2 separate regions of the Mus musculus genome follow, and region 1 is linked to region 2. The links are chromatin contacts, called in public Hi-C maps. All regions are on one chromosome and are shown on one strand. Each heading gives the region's core, a stretch centred on a gene start, on an enhancer-like site or on the middle of the called end of the contact. The rest is flanking DNA. Distances are from core to core; before and after follow the strand shown. Region 1 overlaps Gm36788 (a long non-coding RNA gene). Region 2 holds the start of Depp1 (DEPP1 autophagy regulator).

Region 1 (5,749 bases), core at 446-2,945, 120 kb after region 2:
TTTATTTTAAGTACACACATTTCCTTCAAGGGCTTTGACACTTTAACTTATCAATATATTAAGTTTTTCATAACATTGTCTTATTTTCCTTTGGACATCTGTAGAATCTGCAGGGCTGCCAGCATCCCTCTTCTGTTAGCAGCTGGGCCACTCTTCCCTCCCATCCTTTCCCTTTCTCTTCTTGCTCCTCCCTCTCCTCCAACAATCTGACCACTGGGCTATCAGGGTTTGTTGTTTGTTTGTTTGAGACACAATCTCTCTATGCAGACTTGACTGTCCTGGAACACACTCTGTAGACCAGGATGGCCTTGAACTCACAGAGATCCTCCTGCCTCTGTCTCCTGAGGACTAGGATAAAAGGTGTCCCCCCCCCCCATGCCCTGTGGTTTGTCAATTTTATTGACTGTCTAAAAATTTTTTCCAGGTCATAATTTTTTGTTTTCCTGTCTTCTACTGTAGTAATGTATTATCTTATTTTGCTTCTTCTTTCCCTTCTGTTTCTTCTATATCTAATTTAATGTTCTTTGTCTTGGTTTCTAAAAGGGAAGTTGAAGTCATAGACTGGTCTGAAGTCATGAGAGCATTCTTGCTTTTTAACTTAATTTGGGGTTGTAGATTTCTTTCCAAGATTTGTTTCCCACCCAATTGTGTTATGCTGTGCATTGGCAGTCAGTTCACTGGGCTTCTGTCTCATCTTGCCTGTTGGAAGGCACAGACACTTTTTATTGGGTGTTATACATTATTACTTTTTTTTCTTATTTTGTGGTGACTGTTTTTGTATCCTTGCATATACCTCTGAGCTTGCTGTTGAGCTTCACTCTCATCCTGGCTACAGACAAGATGGCTCTATCTAGGTTCTGCCTGTATGAGTTCTTAGGGAATCAGTTCTCAACCTCTGGGTCGTGACCCACTTTCACAGTGACCCCATTCACAGGGGTCGCATATCAGATATTTACATCATGATCATAACAGTAGCACAATTATAGTTATGAAGTAACAACAACATGAGGAACTGTATTAAAGGGTTAGAGCATTAGGAAGGTTGAGAACCACCGCCTTAGGGGACCTGCGTTTTACTGTAACTACTAACGGCCTTGCCTGAAACGAGGGTTTCTGATGGTTCAGTGACCCTGCTAGTGGCCAGGACCTGCCCTGGCTTTCTGTGTCTCTTTCCCTCCAGTCCTCTCCAGTGGCTCTCCTGGTCATCTCCTCATTTGCATCTATGGATCGTTCTGGGGCTTACAGGAGCTTCTGCATCTCCAGTGCATGCAATGCTCCCTCTGTCCAGGTTCCTAGCCTGGGCTTAGGTGGGCGCTCTGACTTGCGCAGCCATATGCTTCCTCAGTCACACTTTCAAAGGCATGGCCTGGATCCTCTCCGGTCAGTGACGTGGATCAATCACGCGGCTCTTTGTCTGTGCTACTTTTCAAAACTTCTTTCGTCAGCAATTCATTTTCCCCCCTTTTGTTATTTCATATGGGCAGGTCCCGTTAACCTCATCTTGACTATTTCATCTAATTACAGTCTTACAGATAACAGGGGATGTTATTTTTCCTACTGTACAAAGAAGGAGCACTCCACTTGGGTAACTAATTCCTTAGGATCTAGGTCTGGAATGTCGAGGCACCGGTGAAGAACCGGGCTTTGGTCAACTTTTGAGCTAGGGCCGCAGGATCTGTGGCGGCAGCAGTGTCCACTAGGGGGCGGCAGAGGCCCGGCGTGCTCTGGTTCATCCTTGGGCTTTCCCTTTGCTTCCTCCCTCTAATGCTAATTCTTGCAAGTTCCTTACAACCCTGGCGACTTCTAAGCTTATCCCGGTTGCTCCACAGCTTTGCTTCTTGGACTGTGGGATGAGACACTCCTCACAGCTTTTCGTTGCAAGTAAACAGAGAACAGAAGTCACAGCAACTTGGAAATAAAGATGTGCAAAGACTGGCTGGATTTGGACGGTCACTAGTTTTCTGGCTGTCTTCTCTACAGTTTGGCTTTGTTTTCAGACTCTTTTCCCACTTAGTCAACCAGCTGCCTGCTGCTGTTCTAGCCTCACATCAAACAATGCAGAAAAAGTGAGATCTTCTTAGGCCACCCATAAGTCTTGGCTCTACTTGATGGGATCAAATGTGGGGTACACAGGTTTCCTCCAAACCCTGACAACAGCGGCCTACCGAAGCAAGGACTGGCTTGGGTCAAGTATGTTTCGCAGTCAATGTCTGTGCTAAACAGGCTGAGAGTCTGCACTTATCTCAAGCTAGTAAGAGCCGACCTTAGGAGCTGGGGTGCAGGCCAACCCCTTGAAAGCACACCAACGCATGCTGTAAGAGCAGCTGAGGCATGTTGGTAAGCATTTATAGATATTCATAATGGGAGAGTCCACAGGGCCAGGATCAGACCCAAGGCCCTAACAAGTGTTCTCTGTGTGAGCTGCTACCTAAGGGCTCCCTGCAGACTCAAAAGCAGCTCACAGCCACAGAGGGTTTGTAGCTCCTGCCCTGAGAAGCCAGTGAGGTGAGGGCTGGGATCTGACCTATTTATAGTCTGGTTCCTTTGCTGTCTCAGAATAGAGTAACCACCAGGCATAATGCTAAGATTGAGTAAGTATCTAAAGGTCTTCAGAGAACGCACTGCTTACTTAGAAGGGAGGAATGTCAGTAGATACAGCACGGAACTAAGAGAGCCTGTGGGAGCTACGCATGTACATGAGGCTAAAGGTGCACACAGTGACAGCATTTCCTTTAGCTTGTGGAGGCCAATCTGTGCCTTAGAGAGAGCATCTTCATGATTTGATGGATCAGGGAAATGAGCCATGGGAAGAAGGGATGGACCTGGCAGGAGTTGGAGGAAACGGGAACCAAATACCAGTAAACTTAGAAGTCCAGGGCTCATCACTTCCTTTGTCTCCAAAACACATATAGTTTGTTGATGTTACTTGATAGTTTCAAATCCTAACATCCTGAAATGGGATGTGGGGTGGAAAGCACAAACAAAACAAAACAATGAGCCACACCTGCCTCTGATGAAGGTGTTAGATACTCGGTCCCCAGGCACAGGCTGCAGAAGACAGCTGCGGGTGTCAGGTGTGTGCAGGAAAGCTATATCTCCCTCCACATTCCCCGTAACTTGTACACATTGAGTAGGGTTTCAAACCCGGCTGCCTTGGCAGTGAGATGGTTCTTTGGCTCCTCAGCACTCCAGATTTGTGACATCAGAAAGGTAGACTGGTTTTTCTGCTCTTGAAAAAAAAAGAAGGGTTGTTTCTCTAGCTGAGGGAGAGATAGACACATGGGTAGCTGGCATAAGTTTCTACGTTGGCAGGGTGATGAACTTAACAACTGGCTTCTCATGAGAACCCCTGCAGTGCAAATGCGCACCATCCACTACCTGCAGCGATCAGCTCTCCGTGTTTCTTCTGGGCATTGCCTTCTTCTTGGCGCAGCCTTTTATCAGGGACAAGGACTGACCCTCAAGGGGCAAAGCACAGTCAAAGCCACTTGTATTATTTACCTAGACGTTGGCAGGACCACATGTCATTTTTCTGGGGGTGGGGGTGGGGGGAGGAAGGAAGGAAGGAAGAGAGAAAGGAAGGAAGGAAGGGTTTATTTTGGTTCCTGATTTAGAGATTTCAGTCCTCCGGTGTCAGGCCCGATGCACTCGCAGGACATCATGTCAGCAGGACTGTGTGCCTGGAGAACAGCGGGTCATGTTGTGGTGCACCAAGGGGTAGGGAGAATGGGAAGGAGCCATTTATAACCTTCAAACGCTCTTCTACTGAGGGTCTAGTGAATGCCCTTATCAGTCACACCCTTCTAGAGGCCTCAAGCTTTGAAACAAGCGTTTAAAACACAAGCCTGTTGGGCCATTTTAGACTTGAACCGTGGTACCATTCGGGCCTTGGTGGAATGAATGCAGTTGCCTGGGGTCACTTGGGGCCTGATACATGGGCACCATTCCTGGTCATACTCTGGATTCCACTGGGGTCCTATTCAGTTCAGAATCATCCTGAATACAAATTCTTGATTCAACTTAACGAGTTAAACTTTATACAGCTGATCTGTTGTATCTCCGAATTCTTTATCCATTGATGGTGTCAACTGCAGGCTGAAAATATTTGGGAAACAAACGTACCGAGCATGTGTAGACTCTCTCCCTTATTATTTTGTGAATGATGGACTATAATAGCTGTAACCTAGCATTTGCATTAGATTAAGGGTTGGAAGTTATCTAGAGGTGCCGTGATGCATGTGGGAGAATCCCTTAGGATATCTGAAAACAAGGCGCCACTTTGTAGGGTAGACATGAGCTTATCCAGGGGTCTGTACCCCTGCACATCCTCGAGTGGTTCTCTCATGGATGCCAAGGGGGACTGAATGCCTTTCCTTCTACAGCCATGGTATTGTGCTCTTAAACACTTTCTAACATTTTGTTCTGACTCACTTATGTAAAACTACACAATACTGAGTTACAGGAGGGCACTCCCATGTAAGCATGCAATGTGCTTGGGGCATGTCTCCCTGCACAGCCCCCTAGCCCCCTTTTTTTTCTCTCTCTTCCCATTGCCTTTTTTGTTGTTGTTGTCATAGAAAACTTTAGTTCCACTTTGATATCTTATTATTGTATGTATCTGTATGAAATCTAGAAATCACACATGAGCAAAAACATAATATTTGCTTAAAGCTGAATTGTTACACTTGATAGGATCATCTTCAGTGAGTTCACTTTTTTATTTTTATTTGCAAATGACACAACGTCATTCCTCTTTAGAGCTAAAACGATTCCAGTGTGTGTACCACCTTTTCCTTAACCTTTCCTCTGTTGTTCGACACCAAGGCTGGCTCCACAGTTCAGCTATTGTGGCCACAGCTGCAGCAAATATCGATGTGCACGTGTTTTGGTGGTGTGCTCACTTGAAGTCCTTTGGGTAGAGCCGGGTCACATGGCAGGTCCATTTTTAGTTTTTTGAGAAACCTCTGTGCAGATTTCCATAGTGACTGGACTATTTACATCTCACTGGCAGCAGGCGTCCTCGCCAGCATTTGTTAGTTGTTTTCTTAATGACTTCCATCCCGAGGAGGACGAGATCCTAGTAGGCTCCCAATTTGCATTTCTCTGCTAGCAATTGTCTGTTTTATTTTTATTTAATTTTTTATATTTTTTTGAGGACTGCCCATTCATTTTCTGAGCCCATCTGTTTACTGAGTTGTTTGATAATAGTATTTAGGTTTTTGATACCTTTATTGATATTAATATTCTCTCAGCTACATAGCTAGCCAAGGTTTGCTCCCATACTACAGGCTGCCTCTCTACTGAATTGTGCCCTTCACCGTGCAGAAGCTTTGTAATTTCATGAAGTTCCATTTATTAATTATTGGCATTATTTCCCCAACGACCCTAATGTAAAACATAAAACTCTGCAATTCTTAGAGGAAAAAGTAATGAAACAGCTCACGATAAATTGAGTTTTATGTTGTATGTTTAAGATCTTTGACCCATTTGGAGTTTATTTGGTACAGGGTAAGAGATAGCAATCTAGTTTCATTCTTCTGTATGTGGAAATCCAGTTTATGCAAAATTGTACTGTGGTCCCTGTGAGGTCCCATGATGCACAAAACAGACATAATTATGTTCATAGAACTCTATGTTATTTAGAAAGATTAATCCACAAAGTGTAGGGGGCAGAATCCAGGAGAGTAGCTTGGTTGTGAAGTGAGGAAAGACTTCCAAGAGAAAGGTTCTGATTCTTAAGGTGGAAATA
Region 2 (5,497 bases), core at 1,941-4,440:
CATATAATGTGGTGCACCATGATAATAGACATCACGGAGGTCCCTGGCTCCACTCTACCTGCCAGACACTCACTGGAGGTAGCTGAGCCTCTCAGGCACCCATGTGGCAGACGGCAGGTGCACTCGCTCCCGATCATCCTGCATCTGCAGCCGGATGGGTCGTCTGAGTCCCCAGGCAATGTTGAGGAGTCCTTCGATGATCAGAGTCCCTTCTTCCTGTGGGAGAAACACAGGTCAGTCATTTCAAAAATCCAGAAGCTTCCCTAAAGATGTCTGTCCTTCCTCTTTGTGACCTGCTCGGGAACACGATGCTCAGCCCCCCAACCCTCCCAGGGAAGAGCGAGCTGTGTGTGCATGCTTCAGTGCACGAGGGCAGGGACCAGCAGGAGGACACATGAGGTGTTCCTTCCGCTGCTAAGTCCAGGCCCGGCCAAAGGCAGGGCGGAGGCCAGCATGGAGCTGCTGAGTCAGGTGTCCCCTAGGACACCGCAAGTGTCTGGCAGGCACGTCTACACTGCCGGGAGGAAGCACGAGCGGGGGGAGGCATGCCTGGACACTTGTACTGGGCTAGGCTCCTTGACTCAAAGGGCACTGGGACAGAGAATCCCATAGCCACCAGGCTCTACTGGACATCCTACTGTCTGTGTTCCCTGCCTTGTTTTTCTCTCCACACATCCATCAGTGGCAATGCCAACTGCCTTTTTTTTCCCCTAATGGTGGATGCTGGTTTGCCTAACACTTCTGGGACATTTCCATGGTCTATCATGAGTATTTCATGCTATTTTCATACTGAACCTTCAGCCTTCTCCGACTTCCTTAGGTCTCCAAATGAAAGGACTGCTACTCAACCCACAGTATTCCACCCCACAGGCACCCTCCTGACTCTGGCTCAAACTTCTTCGGTCCTTGGTTCTTTGTCTCTGACGTATTTCCAGCCTCTCTCTCTTCATGGGACTCTCTAGGCTCCCTGTACTCTATGATTACTCCATGAGCAACTGTACTGTCCGGGACCTACCTGAAACCTCTGGCACCACTGAGAGACTCCAGCCTCACTCTCTCATGGCTCTCACCCTATATTTTATTTATTTACATATACGTCTTGGGCCAAGAACATTTAATATAAGAGTCCCACATGTACCCCTATTCTCCCCGTACCTCTTTTCTCTTCTCTTCTCTTTGGGTATTTATTCAGTGATGTTCTACATCCAGTTACCGCTTAAACCGTAACTAATCTCTTTTCATATCTATTTGCCACACAGTTCCCATCTTGGATGGTGGCATGGATAGGCCTACTAACCATGATTCATGATGGCTAACACGCACACTGAAGATGTTTGAGAACACAACGGATGATGGTGATGACGTGGGGTCTAATTAAGAGTTCAGCCAAGCTTCCTAATCCATGGAACAGGAAGCTAAGCAAAGCCTGCGATTAGGTCTCTGCTATGGAGTGATGCTAAGGCATGGTGGTGAAGGGTGTGCTAAGTGAGGTCTGAAGACTCACATACTTAATGGCTACTTAAACGTACAGCACAGGGGATTGCAGTGGGCCTGGTGCTGCCCCGTGGATCTCTAAGATTCATTCATCTGGAAGAACTGGGGTCCCTACTTCTCTTTCTTCCCTACCACTCTTGATAGCCATCTTCCTTCTTTCTGCCTCTATGCATTTGAGTTATTTTGGATTCCACACTACACTTAAGTGAAATCATGCCCCACCCACTGCCCCATGGAGTCTCCTCTCTCTTCATTGTCCTGGAAAGCCCCCGTGAAAACAGGGATGTCATGAGAACCTTCACGTGGGGATGGCCTCACCCCCACTCACAGTGTGGATCTCATGGTCGGCTAACAGTCATGCCTAGTTTCAAACACCTCACTGACCACAGAGAGAAGAGTCTAAGGCTATCAAAACCACACACAGCTTCCTGATACGGCCTCACAGTGTTTGCCTAAACAGTCAGGCAAAAGGCTGGAGTCCTGTGGAATCATTCAGGTGTAAGTTGGGAATTGTCACCTGACTTAAGCATTGTTCAGTATCTCCAATGTCCCCATGCCTTTACCCATGACTCTAATGCTACACTTGGAATGCATAGACACAAGACCAGCAGCTCACCATGCTGCAGGAGGCTAGTGTCTGTCCAGCCCTCATGTATCAGACCTGAACGTACTGTTCCCTCTGTAACTCCTCTTCCTCCCGCTTCTGAGGGTAGGTGAGCAGAGGCGCTGAGGCCTGAGAAACGCAAAGCCGGTTCCTTCCCAGGGCTGTCCATCTTGCCTTCAGCTGCCACTGTGTTGGTATCACCCTTGGAGTCCCCTGGTTTCTCACAGCTGCTGTCATTTGCCCGAGCATGGCATCTGGCAGAAGCCACACTACAGCTCCTTACTCAAACCTATAGTGCCTTGCCCTTGCTTTGGTATCATCTGGCCCACCTGACCTGGACCACCCCCTCTTCTGCTGCTCCACAGCCCTTCGGCGCTCTATTTTGCAGCCATCCTGAGTGCTGAGTCACTGCGCCTGCCCACTGATGACTCCATAATCCTTCTCACTGGGAAACAGGCATCATACGTGGTGATTTGTCCACAGTATTTGCTATGCCATTAGCAGTCACTGGCACATGCCTGGCCAACAACGGGCAAGCAAATTTCTCCTTGAAAGTATCTGAGATGTTATGAGAGAAGTCAGACAGACTGTCAAGCTGCCCCGGCACTTGTGTAAGGTGATGTCCCTCACCCTGCAAGCCTCATGTGTTATCATGATCATAAGTGTAGGCCTGGAACTCAGCAAAACTTAGCACAAGGCTGGCGTGTCACAGGATCACAGGTCCTGGGGTAATCCATAGTAGAAAATACTGTGCTATACCAGACAGGGGTGGAAGCCCATGGGGGTCCTATGGAGGTCCCAGGTTCCAGCAGTCCCCAGGTCCCAGGAACCCCCAGGCTGGCTTTGCTCTCTACCCATAGTAAAGCTGTCTAAGTCAGGTGAGGTGGCTGCCCCACACCTCACCCTACAGTGTAAATATTTCCCAACCTCCTGCAGGCACATACACAAATTCCAGGCTGGCAGCTGGGCCAAGCCCCACCCTCTGTGCTTTCCCCTGAGAACCTTCCAAAGTGCTGTTATTTTGAGCTTTTCCTGACAATGATTGATGACCGGAGGAACCGTGTAAAAGCAGCAGTGTGTGTTGGGTTTGCCAGACCGCACAGGGGAAGAAACCACAGCACATCGTCCTGACTGTCCTCTTCCCAGGGACCAAGAGCTAGAGACCCGGCTGTGACTGCCCGCCTCTGGGGCTTCCTTTAGAGGAGACAGTCTTTACCCATCTAGACTCCTGCCACCCTGACTGCTGACTTACAGGTAAGAAGAGCAGCCACCCTTTGGCTTGACACTTTTAAAACACGGGGCTAGTTTATCTCTGAGAGCATCTCTCATCCCGAGCTTTCACGGCCTGACTACTGGATAGAGAGCAGGGGGGTGGGTACCACCGACCACTATGATAATAAGGTGTTTATACAAGGCCTTTGTGTTTACAGGAGAGCTGTGATGTCAAAGCTATGTCTCCGTGAATTTCCCCATATATCCCTGCCAGTGGGATGTTTATAACCCTATTTTTCAGACAAGTAATTAGAGGTTTAGAGAGGTGACATTGCCAGTCTCTAAGTCATTAAGTGGCAGAGACGAGTTTAAAACCTAGGTGTTCTCTGACCCCACATTAATACCCCCCCCCCCGTTTTCTTACCTGTTCGTTCTTCATTTTAAAATTTTTAATTAATTTATTTTATTTTATATGCATGGATATTTTGCCTACACTAATGTATGTGTGCTACACACATGCCAGTCAGACCCCTGGAACTTGATTTATAGATGGCTAGAGCCACTATGTGTGTGCTAAGAACTGAACTCAGGCTCTCTGCAAGAATAAGTACCCTTACCACTGAGCCCCGACTATCTGGCTATTCTTAAACAACACTAATGATGAAGCCTTAGTGAGCTGGGTACTTTGGTGGTAGCTGGAAGGATGAGTGCGGGTGGGGGCAGGGGGGTGAGCCTTGGTCTCAGATCTGCAGGTTTCTTATTGTTTTCTGGGTACCCGAGCCCCGTGTAGCATCTCCGATGAGGGAGAGGAAGTAGGAGGGTGTCAGGGTGGCATGGCGGGCTCGCCACTGGTTTCCTCTTGGCTAACAGGTTGCTTTTGCTTTATTAGCAGCTATGAGGTCCCGGCTTCTGCTGCCCGTGCCCCATTTGCCAACGATTCGGGAAATGTCAGAAGAGCTGTCACATGGGGCAGCTGGGCAGGAACCCCCAGCGTCCCCCAGCCTGGATGACTACGTCAGGTGTATCTGTCAGCTGGCACAGCCCACCTCAGTGCTGGACAAGGTCACAGCCCAGAGCCGTCCCAACAGACCCTCCCGGCCAGCCTGGACTCGAGAGAAGAGGCGCCAGGCCGAGTCTCCAGGAGACAGCTCTCTTTGCGTCAGCAGCCTGCAGCCCACACTGCCCTCTCCCGGCACTGACAACCCTCTGGACTGGCTCTTTGGGAAGTCACAGGGAGAGCAGGCAGATGGGAGAGGTCGACCCAACAGGACTGGTTCTTCAGATCCCTGGGATGTGCCCAGACAGATGGGCAAGGACACGGGGAGACTCTGTGAGGCCAGGGTACCTGAGCACTCTCTGGGAAGAAAACCAGGGCCCAGGCACCAGACCTCCGACCTGAAAAGCTGGACTTCTAGAAAGTCCTGCCGGGCCTTAGCGTCCGTCTCCAGCTCTCGCCCCAGCAGTATCCTAGGTACTCTCTATTTGCACCTCCCAGTGATCCATGAACTCTAACTCCTACCCCAGGAAAAACCCATAAAGGATATGGTGGGCCCCTGTGCTCTCTCTAGCTTTCCTCTCCTGTGGTGGACACTTCCTGGCAGGTCTGCAGGGACTGGGCAATTCCTAGTGAGACCCATCCTCTAAAGAGCGATGACAGTCTAGCTCCCACAATGCGACTTTGACTGGTACCTTTTGTGTCTGGCTGGCCCGTGACTTTGAAGCGACTCAGTGTCCTCTATGTCTTGGTTTTATCATGACTAAAGTGAGTGTAGGTGGAGTGACCACCTCCCAGATTGCTCTAATGAGGAGATGCGGGCTGTACTCTGGGTGGCTGCCACAGTCTCATGAGAAACCAAGGGCAAAGGACCAAGGAAAAGGGTCTCAGGCCCCTAAAGCAGTGGCTTTCAACCATCCTAATGTTGTGACCTTTTAATACAGTTCCTCATGTTGTGTGACCCCCCAACCATAAAATGATTTTTGTTTCTACTTCATAACTGCAATTTTGTTACTGTTACGAATCATGGTGTAAATCTTTGAGCTTTCCAGTGCTCTTAGGTGGCTTCTGTGACAGGGTCGTTCAACCCCGAAAGGGGCTGTGACTCAGGTTGAAAAACACTGTCTTAAAAGCATCCAAGGAAGGGCCTGGCCTCTATGCTCTACCTTCAGGCATATATTTCCAGAGGCCCA

Evidence for each region. A called contact is a pair of places that touch in the nucleus more often than the background predicts.
Region 1: a contact with region 2 is called in a Hi-C map of uterus, with 3 times the contacts expected there. The contact joins the enhancer-like site here to the promoter of Depp1 in region 2. A contact is called at or near these places in 5 of 39 promoter capture datasets (the 3T3-L1 cell line, the C10 cell line and neutrophils), 2 of 15 datasets of contacts at CTCF or cohesin (large pre-B cells and pro-B cells), 88 of 484 Hi-C or Micro-C datasets (B cells, the C10 cell line, the CH12 cell line and 56 more), 3 of 115 datasets of contacts at active chromatin or transcription factors (astrocytes, embryonic stem cells and kidney) and 3 of 9 other capture datasets (adipose tissue, liver and pancreatic islet).

What each region holds. Positions count from the first base shown.
Region 1 is chr6:116,766,201-116,771,949 of GRCm38.p6, forward strand. It overlaps Gm36788 (a long non-coding RNA gene), which reads right to left. Exons shown (of 4, transcript XR_377977.3): 4 at 5,513-5,749. Among named protein-coding and RNA genes, the nearest start is that of Gm36788, 6.2 kb to the right of the region's middle. Within about 2 kb of position 1,696, at least 14 of the 459 cell types and tissues checked have an H3K27ac peak or open chromatin away from gene starts, as enhancers often do. A contact at or near this core is called in bone marrow-derived macrophages and uterus, where this site is marked.
Region 2 is chr6:116,647,494-116,652,990 of GRCm38.p6, forward strand. Depp1 (DEPP1 autophagy regulator) reads left to right here and starts at 3,191. Exons shown (of 2, transcript NM_145980.2): 1 at 3,191-3,352; 2 at 4,200-5,354. The coding sequence starts at 4,205. The coding sequence ends at 4,822. Rassf4 (Ras association (RalGDS/AF-6) domain family member 4) reads right to left here. Exons shown (of 11, transcript NM_178045.4): 4 at 74-216.